Linked DNA regions of Mus musculus: region 1 is linked to region 2. Evidence: chromatin contacts called from public promoter capture Hi-C data. All regions are on one chromosome and are shown on one strand. The core of a region is the stretch at or near the end of the contact, and the rest is flanking DNA. Distances in the headings are between cores, read along the strand shown.

Region 1 (3,259 bases), core at 573-3,072, 270 kb before region 2:
ACCTGGCTGTTGGGCTCTGGTTATGGCCCCTTCTGAGCCTTTCCTCTGCCTCGCTTCCGTTTCCTATAGCCACTGTCCTGTCGGGCCCTCACCCTGCAGCTTCATCCAGCTTAGCCCCTTCCAGAGACCCTTCCTCTAGACAGTTAGCCTGGGTGGGCTTCAGCAGAGGGTTCTGGGCACAGTGCATCCCGCAGCACTGGGTACGGCCAGCTCTCCCTCTTCCTTCCTCCTCCTCTTCCTTTTTTTAAATAAATAGTTTATTTATTTTATGTGCATTTGTGTTTTGTCCGCATGTATGTCTGTTTGAGGGGGGTCAGATCCTGGAGTTACAAATAGCTGTGGATGTTGGGAATTGAACCCAAGTCCTCTGGAAGAGCAGCTAGTGTTCCTTACCACTGAGCCAGCTCTCCAGCCCCTAATACTCCAACTTCTTAAGAGTGTCTGTTTCCTCTGTGTGTTGTTTATTTTGTTCACTTGTCTATCATCTCTGTATTTCTCTGCCTGCCCGCCCACCCGCACATCTGTCCATCCATTTGTCTGTCTGAGGTAGGGTCTCTTTATATAGCCTGGCTGGCCTGGAACTCTATGTAGACCATGCTTCCACATGATGCTATTCTTGCCTCTGTGTCCCCAGACCAGGTGGGTGCCACGATGTGAGGCTTGTCCCCCGTTTATGAGAAGTGCACTAATGTGGAAAGGCTAACAATTTGTTAGTCTCTGCAGAGTTTTTGTAGTCAGAAGCCATTCCTTTTGCAGACGAACTGTGGGGGAGCTTACGTGGTCTCCACGGGGCATGGTGCAGGACGTCCCCTTACGTGGCTGCTTCATTAGCATCCTCTTGCAGGATGGCAAAATCACCCAAACTATGCCATGAGGCATCAATATCCTGACTTTATCCCAAATCTTTGCCTGGTCAAGGCTTTGTGGCTTTAGGCAACTGCTCCATGTGATGGTCCTGGGGGCTAGAAGGTGGCTCACTCCTGAATATGGGCTTGGATATTGGGCTCAGTGGGGTGGGCGTGGACAGCTTGTATTCTCCATGTGGCCATCTCCAGCAGCTAAAGCTGGGTTCCAGAACAGGGCCAAAGGAAGAGGTGCCTGTGGTATGAATTGTACCACTTTCCAGCTGAGAACACTGCCTTTGCCATGTCCATGGTCATGTCCCTACTCTCTGAACCATTCGCCCACGGTGTGCAGAGAGGCATCTGGCATTGAGCGTGGCCCCTCATAGGCTGGTAGAGCTTATGAGCTCCACCAAGGCTAAGCCTGCCCTCCTGTGTCCTCTGTGTCCATGTCTATGGTGTTACCTCCTGCAGAGCTGCCATGAAGAGCTGATCCAGTAGAGTGGTATCCTTGTAACCATTCAAATATTAGGGTTGCTATGAGCGTCCAGGGTCCCATAGTTCTGAGTTTAGAAGCAACAGAATCAACTTTTCAGGCTGCTCCAGGTAATTTATTAAACAGTGACGTCGTAAGTCAGAACCTGATTGAAGTGACGAATAGTTGAATTTAGAAATTAAAGAAGCAACCTCTCTACAGTGTGTGCTGTGTCCACAGTATGTGTCTGTGTGCTGTCTCCACACTGTGTGCTGTGTCCACAGTGTGTGTCTGTGTGCTGTCTCCACACTGTGTGCTGTGTCCACAGTGTGTGTCTGTGTGCTGTCTCCACACTGTTTGTCTGTGTGATGTCTCCACAGTGTGTGCTGTGTGCTGTCTCCACACTGTGTGCTGTCTTCACACTGTGTGCTGTCTCCACAGTGTGTGTCTGTGTGATGTCTCCACAGTGTGTGTCTGTGTGCTGTCTCCACACTGTGTGTCTGTGTGATGTCTCCACAGTGTGTGCTGTGTGATGTCTCCACAGTGTGTGTCTGTGTGCTGTCTCCACACTGTGCTGTGTGCTGTCTCTGGTGTCCTAGTTCGTGGGCACACAGACCCATACATTATTGTAACTAGTTTGCATCAACATTAAATACTCACACTTATCTCTTGCCTAAGGGCACACTGCTTTGGCCCCTTATATTTGTTCGTTTGAGACAGTGCCTTATTTCACAGCCCAGTCTATCTTCAGACTTGGGGCTCAGTTTACCTTTTCCTCCCCTTTTAAATGTCATCATAGCCACAGTTGAGCTATTCCTCTTAGAGATGAAGGTGCTGAGGCACAGGAAACTAAGGTCTTGCGTAAGCACAGCTTCCCCAACCACAGGGCTGAGTTGAGAGGCTGCCGCACTCCTGGAATCCGCTGAGGGCTTCGCCCAGCGTGTCTAGCTACAGCCTTGTCAGGAGGTCCAGGGCCCTCTTCAGTACTAAGCTTGCTCTCCTCTCCCTAGCAGAACCAGAATGAGGCTGCCCTTGCACCTCCTGTTCCAGTGTTCGACACACCAACTGTGACACAACCACGGGTGTTCACAGCCTCTCTCCACTCAGCTTCCACTCAGTAACTCGGCCAGTTTACGACTGACACTGCTTTTATTTCACAAATCCTATTTTTTTTTCCCTTAAGGCCTCTGTTTGGATAAAAATTACCAAAGAAACGCCTTGCTGGCTAGCTTTCATAAGGCCAGAAGCCTGTGCTAGCTACAGGAACAGCGGAGGCAACAATGGTCTTACCCAGTGCTGGGCCCTCGTCCACAACACTGACATGCCAGGCAAGATGTGCACATTGGTGCAATTGTGGGTACAGAACTGCTTTCTGGCTGATTGTGAGGCCTGCTTCACAGGGATTCCATGCCTGAAGCTATAATCTCGGCCAAAAGCTTGTGACTGGGGAGGTCACAGGCCTGGGGTAGAAGCTGCTAGTGTTACTTTGCTAAAAGGTCATGTTAAAAATTACCTTCTAAATATATATGCTCATACCATAGAGCTGGGCTGTTGGCAGCTTTGGTCAAAGAACCCTCTTTTCATAATGGGCCGCAGTTAATGCAAAGATGTATAATTAGTCAAAGCGTTAGAGTAGGGGCTGAGGGCTCAGGCCTATGGGGGACATCTTAATCAACAGGCCCCAACTCCCTTTCTCTTGCACCTACACCTCCACCTCCATCAAGGCTTAGGGAAAATCGTCCAAGAGAATGGGGAAAAACATACAGCTGAGAGGTGGGAGGGATGTCGAGAAGAGTGCCTTCTAGTGGGAACAGACTCAGCAGCTGGGGTGACCTGGTCAAGACTGCACAAGATCAAGCCAGATTCTGACATAGATGGGGGGTGGTCCCTGCCACACTCCCCACTGAGGAGCTGTTGGCAGTTGATAGCTGCTGAGGGAGGG
Region 2 (2,983 bases), core at 356-2,855:
GCACCCGGAGGGGGCTCCTTGTGTCCCACGTAGATGGTCCGACTGTCCACCCAGTTCTCTTCCCCTGCACACTGTGGGTAGAAGAACACAGTCAGCATGTGCCTGAAGCCTGGAGTGCTGATCTTCCCCACAACACCGTCAGGTTGAGACAGAGGCCGCCTGCTGATGTGGAGGTCCCAGTCCCGTCCTGCTCCATGCCCAAGTACATTCTGATGAGGGTCACATCAGGGGCTCCCAAATTCCCTACCATGGCCAGACCCATGACTGGCTGAGCCCTGTGGGTGAGACGGGGCTTCAGTTCTGTGGCAAATTTCCCAGGCAGACACTGACACACTGAGAGGCCATCTGTGCTCAGAGGGAGGCCCAAAGAACTCTGGGTGCTGGTAGAAACAGGATGAGGCAGGAAGATTGTGCATTTCAAATTGTAGAAAGGAACACAAAATATATGGTCAGGTGCTAGGCCCAGAAGACAGGAGGGCCTGGAAGGCACTCCCCTCCTGGGTGAGTTCAAGGCCAGTAGAGGTGGTGCCAGGCAGCCCAGCACCTGTGCATCTGCCCCATTACACTTCCTTCCTAGTTCTCTCTAGTCCTTCAGCATGAGCAGCCCTTCTGTTCAGGCACCTGCTTGCTGGGTCCATGAAGCCCTTCCCACTTGTCCCCCAGTGTGCTATGGTACAAGACGCATGCATGGCATACACTCTGCATCACCAGCTTTGGCTGTGCAGCAGTCGGAATAAAGAGCTCAAACTGCAGCCACACCCCCAGGAGCCAGGCAGAGTGAGTACCATTGCCACAGGAGCCAACTTCCAGCCCTGGTCAAAAGCAGCATGACCACTCCCGGAGCAGTGACTGGTTTCATCCCACAATGAGCCACGAAAGCATTCCCTCATCCCAACTACACCATACTCAGTGCCCTGAATCCTCTAAGGCACAGTGGTTGCCCAGCAGGCACTATCTTAGTCAGAACAAAGGCCCAGCAGCCCCTCCCAGTAAGAGATGATTTCATGCACAGCCTTTAGTCTCGTGGGAAGGCTGAGGGTAGGATGGTGAACAGTCTTGGTAAGGTCCACATATCCCATGACAGCTGGAGGGCTCCACTCCCTGCTCATGCTCTGACATAAGTTCTATAAACACCCGGAAAGAGAAGACACACAAATCCCTTCCAGTGCTTGGTGAAACTCCCAGAAACCTTCGCACTAAGCTTCAGGAGCAGCCATGAGTCCCTACTGAGAGGCTGAAGTCTGAAGCCACAGTAGGCCTCAGGGGCATCACTTAGAGGGGAACTAGCACCTTCTTGTCCACCCTCAGGAGGAGAGACGGCTTGGGTGGAAAACACCTGTGTGTGGAAGAGGAGCCCTGAAGAGAATCCCTGCAGCCACACATGCAGCCCCTCGGGAATCTCGCTCCTCCGAGCTGCTTTGAGGCTCTCAGATCATGCCTCCTAAAAAGGTCTCATTCCCAGACTTGGCTGTGCGTGCAGTTGGGACAGATGCACCAGGTTTAGTGGCTGGGAAAGGCTCAGCTGAGCTGTAGGAAGCTCTCTAGGAAAGGGTTAACCGCAGGGAAGCATGGGCCAAGACACTGAAGGCCAGGCTCTGTTCTCAGTGTGCTAACACAGGCAGTTAAATATTAATTCCTGCTCTTCCTGACCAAGGCCAGGAGTCGAGATGCTCCTAGGAATCACTTGACTGCCAGGGTTTTTAAAAATAAAACCCATAAGCACTTGTCTTTGACCGATGACAAATCGGGTGGCCCATCAGAGGCTCAGATCACAGCAAGAGTGTTAGTAGTCTTGTTCCTTGAGGGTACAAGACTGCTGTTGGGGCTGGGCCCTACCAGAGCAAATGGATACTTACTAGCAACAACTCAAGTCTAGACAAGCCACAGGACCTTGTTCACATGACTAATTAATAAAGTACTAAAAAGAATAGATCAATAAATCTGAGGCATGTGATGCAGACAGCACTTCCATGGATGAGCGAATCCGGGCTCCCTCATGTGTGGCATGGAGCAGACAGAGGGGACTAATAGGTTGGCAGGGAGGTGACAAGGTGGAAGGAAGACATTGACACAGATCACTGTGAAGCAGGCAGAGATCCTGGGAGAGGAGGCAGTAGCTGTGGATACAGTGCCTGAGCCCACAGAGGCCAGTGAGCACTTTAGGGGCCCAGCCCAGCCCAGCCCAGTGAGGAAGAGCTGGGAGCCACAGGCTGCCCGCAGCTGCTGAGGGAGCACATCCACTCACTGAGGGAACCCAGTGAGCACTGGTTAGCCTTAACTGCCTTTTCCCAGTACAGCAGAGGCAATGGGATGGGGTCCTGCCAAGATCTGACCACCATCACAGTTCCTAATGACAGTCTGCACCTTCACTCAAGATTGTGGAAGAGACATTATAAAACAACTCAAACACCGAACTCTGGAGTGTGGAAATAACCATCCAGGTTAGCATCTTTGACATATTGGTGCCAGATTAATTTTTAAGGAAAAAAAAATTAAAATACAGATTTTCCAAATTGTCATTTGTCATTGGTACCTCTTCACTGTGGGCAGTGGATGAAGAGGCAGAAGGCCACCGAACATGCCTAAGGGATAGACGCCCACTGTCTGTGGTCTAATCTTAATCATGTGACTCATGTGAAGCACAGAGAGGACCCTACTGGTGTAGCTCACACAAGGAGGACAGGGAGTGTTCCAGAATACACCAAAGACAAAGCCACTCTAACAGGAAGACATCATCCTGCCACCATTCAAAGAAACTGGAAGGGGTTTTTTAAAACACCTAAGTACAACGTGTCACCTCCCTTAGTCTCAGTTACATCCCGTCATCATGTTCCTGTGCCCCTCCACTCTGCAGCTTCAGCTGGGCCCAGCCCACACTCCATCCCTCGCAAACTCTCTGGGGTCCTCCTCCCACCTGAGCTGCAATATGTATCTCTGATAACTGTGGACGGGCCACACATCTTTGTCACACAGTCACATCAAA

What was found. Promoter capture Hi-C pulls out the DNA fragments that hold promoters and counts their contacts.
Region 1: a promoter capture Hi-C map of liver shows a contact between it and region 2, with 2.1 times the contacts expected there. The contact joins two enhancer-like sites. A contact is called at or near these places in 4 of 39 promoter capture datasets (the HPC-7 cell line, frontonasal cranial neural crest, liver and 1 more) and 1 of 9 other capture datasets (liver).

The regions. Positions count from the first base shown.
Region 1 is chr8:13,074,199-13,077,457 of GRCm38.p6, reverse strand. Proz (protein Z, vitamin K-dependent plasma glycoprotein) reads right to left here. Exons shown (of 8, transcript NM_025834.4): 8 at 1,432-3,259. It also overlaps a transcript of Pcid2 not described here. Among named protein-coding and RNA genes, the nearest start is that of Proz, 15 kb to the right of the region's middle. Within about 2 kb of position 1,822, at least 28 of the 459 cell types and tissues checked have an H3K27ac peak or open chromatin away from gene starts, as enhancers often do. A contact at or near this core is called in liver, where this site is marked.
Region 2 is chr8:12,803,738-12,806,720 of GRCm38.p6, reverse strand. It overlaps Atp11a (ATPase, class VI, type 11A), which reads right to left. Exons shown (of 30, transcript NM_001293667.1): 2 at 1-71. Among named protein-coding and RNA genes, the nearest start is that of Gm15350, 27 kb to the left of the region's middle. Within about 2 kb of position 1,605, at least 17 of the 459 cell types and tissues checked have an H3K27ac peak or open chromatin away from gene starts, as enhancers often do. A contact at or near this core is called in liver, where this site is marked.